Regions from separate parts of the Columba livia genome. Here region 2 is linked to region 1. A link is a contact called in public Hi-C data. All regions are on one chromosome and are shown on one strand. The core of a region is the stretch at or near the end of the contact, and the rest is flanking DNA. Distances in the headings are between cores, read along the strand shown.

The links. Hi-C and Micro-C count contacts between places; a contact is called where the count stands out from the background.
Region 2: a Hi-C map of crop shows a contact between it and region 1, with 5 times the contacts expected there. The contact joins the promoter of CEBPB here to the enhancer-like site in region 1. A contact is called at or near these places in 2 of 2 Hi-C or Micro-C datasets (crop and liver).

What each region holds. Positions count from the first base shown.
Region 1 is chr16:13,104,805-13,110,185 of bColLiv1.pat.W.v2, forward strand. No RefSeq gene overlaps it. Among named protein-coding and RNA genes, the nearest start is that of PTPN1, 5.6 kb to the left of the region's middle. Within about 2 kb of position 2,022, at least 3 of the 3 cell types and tissues checked have an H3K27ac peak away from gene starts, as active enhancers do.
Region 2 is chr16:13,247,323-13,252,703 of bColLiv1.pat.W.v2, forward strand. CEBPB (CCAAT enhancer binding protein beta) reads right to left here and starts at 2,615. Exons shown (of 1, transcript XM_021283779.2): 1 at 851-2,615. The coding sequence starts at 2,360. The coding sequence ends at 1,374.

The DNA.
Region 1 (5,381 bases), core at 772-3,271:
TGTAACAGCTGTAGGGGTCTGCAGTAGTTTTCCTTTGTGCTCTAATGTACACTAGGCTCTTGCTACCCACAGAGCAATGTGGAACAGCCCGGCTTTTAGTTTAAAAATGCACACTGGCAGAACAATGAAACTAACTCTACTATTCTGAATTCATTTGAAAGCCATAAACTGACTTATTCATTCTAATCATGTTAAAGTCTTTAATTTGCCATTCTCGTAACAGTATTCAGCATTTTGAGATGACCTAGTTTAAAACAGCCAGTGTCATAAATCTCCATTAAAGTGTTTGCAAATATGATACATGTTGTTCCTTCACTGTTTCATTTTTGAATGCAACTTTTTAGTTACATTAAGCCAGTTCTGGGGAGCTTGTCGTTCACATTCAACACAATGATATTGCACTGTACATATTTGTATCTCTGTTGAGCAGAAATACAATCTTACGTGAAACAGAGCTCAGGCTTGGATCTTCTAGTATGTCCTTTTGGTGTTACGTGTTAGCCGTTCTTTGTCCTGGTTTTCTCTTTTATTGTAATTAAACATCCAGGATTGTTACTGTAGAAAGTTCAGTTCTATCTTGATTTTCCCATCACTAATATTCCAACATCACACAAGACTCTAATGATTCACACGTTATACCTTGGTTACTTTGAAGTGCCTGTAAGTTCATGAGCAAAATTCAGGGCAACTGGACATTGTCAGATAGTGTAAATAGACTGGTTTGCTTCTGATTTTGTTCCGATGTTAGCCTAAGTTTTAATGTGATAAAATTATTCTTGGTTTACATTATTATATGCAAGATCAGGATCAAGCCTAGTATGTTCTAACTTGTGATTTTGTTGGTAAAAATTTACATTAGCTTGTATTATTTTCATTCTAAGGTTACATACACAAATTAATATTCAGGCTCACCTAACTTTAAAGCTTATTGAAGAGATATGCAGTTAAGAGTGGAACTTAGAAAATATAGCTTAGTGGAGTCTCAAGATGAGAGACTACAATGGGAAGTAGCAGAAATAGGAAACTATTAAATATTTTAGTTCATATACTTCTGAGAGTCCAGGTAGAGAATTTTAGACTCAGAGTTTTAGGCTGGTGACCTAGGAGACCATGTAATCTAGCAAAGGATTCATATTGTGCTGGGCGCTGCACAGGAACGCTATAATAGGATGCTGGTGTCAGAAATCATTCACAATTTATCAGAGAAGATGCAATGAAATGACTTGGCTAGTGCGACTCGAGCGGTGGTACAATTAGTGTTGAGCTGCTGTCTCACTGGTAACAGAACCCCAGAGTGTCAGGGACTGGAAGGGCCCTGGAAAGCTCATCCAGTGCAATCCCCCCATGGAGCAGGAACACCCAGATGAGGTTACACAGGAAGGTGTCCAGGCGGGTTGGAATGTCTGCACAGAAGGAGACTCCACAACCTCCCTGGGCAGCCTGGGCCAGGCTCTGCCACCCTCACCGGGAACAAGTTTCTTCTCAAATTTAAGTGGAACCTCCTGTGTTCCAGTTTGCACCCACTGCCCCTTGTCCTGTCACTGGTTGTCACCAGAAGAGCCTGGCTCCATCCTCCTGACACTCCCCCTTTATATATCTGTAAACATGAATGAGGTCACCCCTCAGTCTCCTCCAAGGACACCCAGCTCCCTCAGCCTTTCATCTTCTGCGCTTAGAAGCAAAGATGATCCAGGTTATTTCCTGACAGCTCCTTCAGTTGAAGGGTTGAGAGGGTGAGTAGAAAAGGTTTTCATGGGTATATGTCTGTACATCTAGCAGGAGATCGGGTTGGATAGAGCCACCTTGGATCTGCAGTGCTCCAGAAACGTGATTCAGGATCTCGGCCGGTTCTCCCTGCGCCCTCTCGCAGGGGACGAGCCGCTGACACCATCACCGCACTAACTCCCGTCACGGGCTCACCGCGCGGAAATGACGTCACTCTGGTGTGCCCGTTGGGATGGCGCCATCGCGCGGCTGTCGCACGGCTGTGCTGCGCTCACCGAGCAGCTGTGCCCTGGAACCGTGAGTGTCTGAGGGGAACCTCAGCGCGTTCGCACGGTGACATGGCCCTCAGAAGCCGCCTACCTCCGCCTAACTCACCGCGTGGCGCTGACCTCCCCTCAAACCGTAGTAGTTCAGCGGGGCCTCCAAGTGATCTCTGATAAAGGGGCTACTGGCAGAGAAAATTACCTGTAGCAACAAGAAATGTCTGCACCGTTAGAAGTAACCGCTTGGTGTCACTCTCTTCCGTAGTTAATACTGCATGGAGTTAAGGAAATACTGAAGTTGTTTAGTCGGTGTCTCCTTTTGGAAGCGTTACTGTACACAACTGGGGAGGAGCAGAGCTGGTCATGTCATGAAACGAATGTCTTCCTCTGTGCAATGGACTGTCTAACAATAATTACATCAATATCCCCTATTGCTGATTGCACTGCTGCTGATTCTCCAAGGCTGAGGCTGAAGTTTGGAATCTGGGTAGATGTGCCATGTAAACCACGGGCAGAGGTACTTGCGGAAGGCTGCAGCGCTGCTGCCGGTCAGAGCTGCTCGTGTGCCGGCTCCAGAGCAAGCCCAGCGCAGCTGCGGGCTTCTGTAGGGACCCCGTGGCCATCATTTTGCATGTCGTGAAAAACTTAGCCCAAAATGTTGTAGCAATGCTGTAGGGTCTCATGCAGAGACTGTCCCTTTCTAAATTAGGCTCTGCATGAAAGCAGGATGAAAAGATTGTCCTTGATCCATTTAATCAAGTTATAATTAAAGTTCTATTTTATTTTCCTTCAGAATAGGGTCTTAAAACTGTCGGTGTATTTTTGAAAAGTTTGCAATAAGTGTCAATGGAAGGTTATTAAGAGTTGACTCATCCAGCTATTTACACTGTTCCTTTCTATTGCTCATTGTGAAGATGAGCTTTTCCACTGGTAAAATATGTCAGTTTTTGAAATGATTCTGTGGGGAAATTTGACCTTGCATAGCTTGGCTTGTTTTGAAGGACTTTTTTTCAGTGATTTCTGAACTTGTTCCATCTTGGGGAAGCAGTACAGATTTAAAAAAAAAAAAATCACACAATCTAGCGATGATTTGGATGGTATAGGTAATAGGAATGACTGGATTGGAATTTTTATGAGAAGGTTTGTTTTCATGATATTGCCAGTCCTGGCTTGCAATGTGAAGAGGGTAAATTAATCTCTGGGTTTATAATTCAAGTTGAAGACAGGTTGAATACCTGTTTACCGTAATAGTGACTGGGACTCGACAGGCTCCACGCTTTTGGATGCTTGTCCTGGTAAAACCGAAGGTGTAAAATACATTCCAGTTAAGAATATGGGCTGAAAAAGGCCTCTAGGATCATAGAGACCTGTGCCCTACAAATGTGTGCAACCACTTAATAGATATTTAGTCCTCAAATTGCACTCTCCATACAGATTCAGGGCAGCAAAACATTTCCTAACAGCTTATAGGAAATTTATGATCCGCCTTACAAAATACTAAAGGTTGCAAAACCTGCAAAGCATTGCAGCAAAACAACAGAAAATATTAAAAGCATTACTGGTGACTTAGATCCTTATAATCATGGAGGATTAGGTAACTGAAAATGTTCTGTGATCTCAGGACAACCCTTTTTGCGCTTCAGAGAAGGCAGTCCCTCCTCAGAATAATTCCAACCTGGGTAACCCGGACCACATTGCTTTTTCATCTCAATATACTCTGATTCAGGGTTTTTAGTTAGTAAATTGTCCATTAGAACGTGGAACTTGAAAAGAAAAGAAGAATCCTAAAGAAAGGACTGTATCTTGTTTCTTATTCCACTTCATAAAAAAGGAAAGTGCTTGTCCAAACTCAAACATATGTTTCATATCCTCTCTCCATTCTCCATAGTTCAAAGCAATTTGATGATGGAAGTTGCAAATACAGGTCAGGATACCAAAAACTCTGCTTACTGCCTCGAAATAATTTGCAGAATTATGTGTGGCAAGGAAAGAAGGGATATCTATCTATTATCTATACACTGAAGTTTGAGCTGCTATTTTTCAGACTTCATGGGTTTTGCAGGACGCGTTTAATGTCATGCGGTGGCAGAAGCAGCTAGAGGTAGAAATTTGTGAGGAAGTCACAGCTGCTGAAAACCATTTTACCATTGGATGGCGCTGTAGTCCTTACTGCTCATCGGAATCACAGCTCTGCTTAATTTTACTCCTCATAAGAATTTTAGGTCAAACAGTAAATACTGGGGAAATAGTTAACGGGCAGACTTTTTTATGGCTAATGTGATGTTAATGAAATAAAATTACACTTGCAGAGATGGAGCTAGTTTTGCAGCATTAGATTTGGGAAAGTCTGTGTTGAAATCTTGCCAAGTTATTTTGTTTTCTAAATAAACATGTCAAAATGCAGTTGATTCTGTCATATAGGACTTGGGTGCTGTGTGCTCTCTGCTGTTGTAAAAGATGTTATGACTATGTTTTGTGATTATAGGGTATTTTACTCCAGGGCTTTTACTGACTGTTTTATGCTATATGCAATGTTTTATATTAATGAGATAATGTTTTCAGCACCCCTTTACTTAAATAATCCCTTTTCCTTACAGCAGATATGCCATATCGGAATTTGGAATTGCCTTCACCTGTGTATCCCACGGCTACAGAATGGGTGAGTGTTCAAGGCTGCAAAACTGTAGTCTTGCAAGCATAAATGTTTTTCACATCGGTGTGAAGACACCAGTGTTCAAGGGAGTGTCTGCAGATCATGCAAAGTTGTGGCTGCTGTTTTCACATATGCAAGGAAGCATTAGCCTAAATTTAGGTTATTGATACACCATTAGTTTATTATTGAGACAGTTATGTCATTGGTATCACTGTGACCACAGCACAGCATTCAGTGCAAGCCAGTTGCAAATTTACCTGAGTTTCCTGTAGGGTTTTGCAGTTGGTTCTGAGTTCATTGCAGCCGGTACATTTAGTTTGAAGCTAAGAGATTATGGACATGAACTGCTGAGTAGACTTGAGGCTGCATCCAGAGCAGTATTAGCCCAGCCTCGCCTCCTTTGCCACCTGCGCTGGTTTCTGTGGCGTCCCACCCCTCGGCTGCGCCAGCCCAACTATTTGTGTAGCTGCACTTGGAAATGGAGCTGGAAACTCCTCATCTAATAAAAAACCAAAACACCCTAGATTTTCTTCTGGGTTAGTTTTAAGCAAGATCAGGTCTTCACTATAGTGAACCACATGGCTACACAAACAATTGTTCTACGACGACAGAAGACATACGCGCTGGGGCAGGAACATTGCAGCAGACAAGTATCAATACCGTAAGCCAGTATTGCCACTAAAGACTTCACCTTGAGACACCATAACTAAATCTACAATTTCAATGATTCAGAGTAAACT
Region 2 (5,381 bases), core at 1,365-3,864, 140 kb after region 1:
CTCACAGACCGGACACAGCAGCGTCCAGCGGGGACAGGACCCGGCCCGACCGGCGTGTTCCATGGCAGGCAGAGCCCCAGCTCCGTCAAAAACAAAGCTATGGCCTCTACAAACTCCTCCTCCTCTGCCACCCCCCCGGATCTGGTTTGTGCCCCCAACAAACACACATGCACACAGAAACAAACACCTCTCAGCAGAGAAACTCTGACTGCAGCTTTAGAGAAATGTCTCAAGGCAAAGATAAGGGAGTTGTTCACATGCCTCTCACCTGGCCGGGTTTCATGAGAGCTTCCTGAGCAATGACCAAAATTACCGACATCCGACAGAAATGCTACTTTCTCATGTTTATTCCTGTAAACTACAAACATAAGAAATGCTGAATCATAACTTAGAGAATAGAAACTCGGTAAAGAAAAACACTCATTTCAGGCTTCCTCCCTTATTTTTTCTTCCTCCCTCCAACTTCAGACGTGGCGTTACTTGCCAAAGATTGGTCATGGTTTGGATAGCACATCTCGCTCTACACGTTCGGAACAGCAAGAAGTGCAAAAAAAACCCCAAAACAAACACCTCCTCCCCAACAACACCCAAGCGGCAGCTAAAGCAAGTGATTAGAGGAAATACAATGAGGCAACAAGAACTGGCTAAAGCTTCCAGCTCTGCTCTTTGCTGGGTTTCTCTTGGGGGTTTTGTTTTTGTTTTTGTTTTTCCTTTCTCTGAGTCACAGAGAAAGTTCAAGAGACCAATAGAAATCCTGATCCCTGATCACAGCGTTGAGCCAGATTCAGCTAAAAGTTCAACCCTGCATGTAATCTAACTTTAAACATGCCTTCAAAACAAAACAAGCTGCTTTTTTTAACCTAGTCATAAAGTTTATTAAAATTGTTCATTAATGCTTCAAATGTAGCAAGAATGCATAGATCCCAAAATATACATATGTATTTTCTTATAGAAATAGATTATTCTTTATAATAAAAAAAAAACTGTAGGAACATCTTTAACAGATTACTCAATTCATGACTGACAGTTACACGAGATTGCATCATGTACACAGCATTCCCAGCCATGCTTAAAGGATTGCATCACTTCGCCCTTGCTCTCCTCTCGCTCTTTTAAATAACCCAGCGCCCAGCAGCCTGCGGAGCCCGCCCGGGGCCCCCGGGACAGCCCCCGGTCGCAGCCCCGGCCCCGCTGGGGTCCCCGCGCGGCGGAGGGACCTTCCGCCAACATGTAAATAAAGACCAAAAAAAAAACCAAACCAACAACAAAAAGTAAAAACCAAACCAACCAACCCGTCCCCGGGCTCCCCCCGCGCCCCGGCCCGACAGAAGCGCTGAGCAGCGCGGGGACCGGCGGCTCCGCCCGGCCGGGGGTCAGCAGCGAGGCGAGGAGGCGAGCAGGGGCTCGGGCAGCTGTTTGAACAAGTTCCTGAGGGTGCTCAGCTCCCGGGAGAGCTGCTCCACCTTCTTCTGCAGCCGCTCGTTCTCGGCCGTCAGTTCCAAGACTTTGTGCTGCGTCTCCAGGTTGCGCATTTTCGCTTTGTCGCGGCTCTTGCGCACCGCGATGTTGTTCCTCTCCCGGCGGAGCTTGTACTCGTCGCTGTGCTTGTCCACGCACTTCTTGGGCTTGTTCTTGCCCGCCGGGGGGGCGGAGTAGCCCCCGCCGCCGCCGGCGGACTTGGAGGACTCGGAGGGGTTGGGGGTGCCGGGGGGGCTGGAGGAGGACGAGGTGGACAGGTTCCCGCTGCTGCCGCTCGGCACCGACTGATAACCCAGGTAGGAGCGCACGGTGCTGCCGTAGGGTGAGGACATGCCCCCCGGTCCCGGCCCGGCTCCCCCTTCTTCCTTACGGGGCCCTTTGCAAGAGTCCAGGGTCTCGAAGACCGGCTCCACTTTGGTTTCCACGATCTGGGGCGGGAAGCAGCCCGGCAGCCCCCCCGGCTTGTGGCTCTGGCTGGCGCAGGGGTGGCTGTGCCGGGCGAGGCTGATGTAGGTGTAGTCGGGTTTCTTGCTCCCGCCGCTGCCTTTATAGTCCTCGGCGAAGAGATCGGAAAGGAAATCTTGGCCGGCGCCGCTGCTGCAGGGAGGCTCAAAGTTGCCCCCTGCTGCTGCTGCGGGAGGAGGCGGCTGGGCCGGCGGCTGGGATGCCAAGGGGTCCAGGTAGGGGCTGAAGTCGATGGCTCGCTCGTGGTCCCCTACGGTGAGCTCGGTCATGGAGCGGCCCCCGGCCGCCCGCGGGTGCAGCTTGTTGAGAGCAGCCAGACAGTCCGCCTCGTAATAGAAATTAGCCACTTCCATGGATTTAAAGGCGGGCGGCTGGATGGGGAGGCATGCTGCGTCCCAGGCCACCAGGCGTTGCATGAAAGCAAAGGGGGATGCAGGGAGGAGAAAACGACGCAGGGGCCCCCCCCGGCAGAGGATCAAGCTGCCGCCGTTGCGGTGGGGGGGTCCGGACCCTGCCTCAGTCCCTGGCGCTGGGCACGGCCCCGGCTGCGCTGCCCACCTGGGCCGGATCAGCTCCTGCGGCGCCGCGGGGCTTCACCGCTCCGGCTGCTGCGGCGGGAGCTGGCGCGGCTCCTCCGGACCATCTGGTTCTGGGTCCCGTGTCCTAAAGTCTCTGACTTAGGAAAGTTCCTTTCCTCAGTTATTTATAGGGGCGGTGGATCCCATAGCAACAGGCGCGTCACCGCCTGGCCGCCTGCCACGCTGCACGCTCGGTAAGTGCTGGCCCCGGCCCCGGAGGAGGCACCCGGGGCGGGTGTGCCGGTGCGGTGCCCCGCCGAGCCGGCCGCAATAAAGCCGGGCTCTGCCGGGCAGGAGGGCAGCGGGCGGCAGGGCCCGCAGGTGCGGGGCAGCGGGGACGGGGCAGGGGCCGCGCTCAGCCCGGGGGGCCGCGGGGACACGGGGGACGGGGCGGTGCTGCCGCCTGTGTGCCAGCCCGGGCTCCGGCTTCTCACCCGAGAGCGGGACTTTGGTGCTGGGGCTGACGGTGCCGTGCGGAGGTGGGCACGGATCCCGCCTGGGGCACGGATCCCGCCTGGGGCACAGATCCTGCCTGGGGCACGTTTTACCCCTGGGGAAATCGAGGCAGGAGCGATTTTTCCAAGTCCTTTTGCCAAGGCAGGGGAGAAAGCTGCAAATAAAAGACAGATCCCGTTATTCTCCGTCCAGTGCTTGGCTAAGTATATTCCACTGGCGAGCAGAGCTGTCCATAGGGATCTGTGGAGAGCTGTACAGCAGCGAGTGGAGTGGGCACGGTGCTGCTCCAGGCCTCCTTCTTGCGGCTGCAGGCAGCCAGGGAGCCCAGCAAACCCTGCTCCCCTCCCCGTCTCTTCATGCGGGGATGATGGCCTTAAAGTTTGTCTTGGTGTATTTACTTTACATGATATGGTGCAACTGTCAGGGTACACAAGCGATAGGGAATCTGTGCGCTGAAACCAGAGGAGACCGAATGTGACATGATTCAGAAGGAAAGTGAGATACGTGCATAAAAACATGGAATGCAAATGTTTTTCGAATTGTGGGGTAAGTTTGGGAAGGAAGACTGAGTCTTGATGTCCGTTTTAATTGAAGACACCCACCTTGGGAATCAAACTTAAATTTTCACTCTCTTACTCCCACATTTACCTGTCTACAAGCTGGTGATTCATCCCCAGAATAAAGGACATTAATTTAAAACAAAACATATAATTAAAGGAAGTAGGAGTGTCCTTTGCCTCAGTAAAGAAGACCTAGCACTGCAGGGAAAATGACACTGCCTCTTAGAATAATGTGAAGCAATCCTGCGGTGTGGGAAATATTGTAACGTTAAGCCAGAGGAACAGGTATTGCATTATACGATTCAAACAGTCAACTGTCCATAATGTTCAAACCTCAAAACTTTGAAAAGAGGAAGAATTCAAGAATCAGCCAGTGGATCATACGACTTTATTTTTTTTTTTTTTTCATTTGCTTTTTCTTTTCATGTTTTAAAAGGATTTCTTCTTTCCATAACAAAAGCACTCTAACAGGTTTTCAGGCTTCAAATATTTCTAGTTCCATCTTTATCTACCAAGTTAATCTTTGGTGCATGCACCAGAGATTAAATTGGAGCTGGGCCTGGCCAGAGAGCTGGGGCTGGAGGTTGTAGTTGGAGCCCATACCTTCATAAATACAAACATCTGTATTGGGTGCAAATACTGGCAAGTTGCTGTGAGCCAGGGCTTGTTCTTCTGTCTGTTTACTCCCTCATTCTGCGTCTTTATCCTGCATTCTGATCTGGCAGTTGCATCCAGCGGCTGCCCTAACTGGCCTTTGCAACTGAAGTCTTGAAAATTGGTCTCATGTGCTTCCTACCTCCGAAACGTCTCGGAGACCCACAAGCAGAAGGTCTCCTGCCGTTGTGGCCTGCTGAAATGCATGGTTAGGATTTCTTGGCATTACCCCAATAGGTCTCCAGCTTGCCAGAGCCATTGGCTAGAACAGGACGCTAAAACTAGTTGGTAAATTTCCTGGACAATTTTTCAATATATTTTTTGAGATCTAAATTTGCCGCCTTCAGAGTTCTGCCCTACTCTCTGCTGCTCTGCAGCATGAAGTTGTCCTCCTACTCGGGCTGATCTTCCCTAGCAAAATAAAATGTCTGTGCAACCATCATGTGAAACAGATTATATCAGGGATGGTGTGGCCCACACCTCCTTTCCAGGCCAGTGCTGAGTAATCCCATAGTCACCGAGATCACACGTCAGCCAGGGTGGTAATTGAGGTTGGATGCTGGCGTGTCCCCTCCTTCCCTTCTCCCCCCTCACCTCCCTGCTGTACCTGCATCTCTTTAAACTTCCTCCAGCTCACCTCAAATCCCAACATCCACTCTCACGAAGCCAACATCCGTTCTCAGCTTCTCATGGGAACCTTGTTGGCGGGACTAACCACATATCCAAACCCCTAGCATTCGGCAAGCAGGTTTTGAGCTAACTCTGGTCTCTTTAAAATCGTTTCCGCACTTGTCATAACAAATGCATGGCCAGAAATGGGGGTTTAGAAACGGGAACAGGTGCAGAGCGAGGCTCGCAGCACGGAGGACGGGTGGAGGTCTGGGCACACCAAGCTCTGGCCCTGCAAGTACCACGGCTTAGCCTGGAGAGAGGTGCCAAGGCTGCTAATAATCAGCCTGGAAAACCTCCTCAGAAAGACGCTTTGGATAGGAAAAGACATGCAGACATGCCAGGTGAAGGGATCCGGGGAACCCGCGGGCAGCAGCCCTCCGGAGCGTGGCTCCAACAGCGACTTTCAACAGAAAGGCAGCACTTCAGTGAAAAGCACCTTCTTTATAGTGATTTCATGATTTCTCTTTTTCAGAACTAGTCAGCCGAGGAAGAAGACGACATAACTCCCAAATTACTT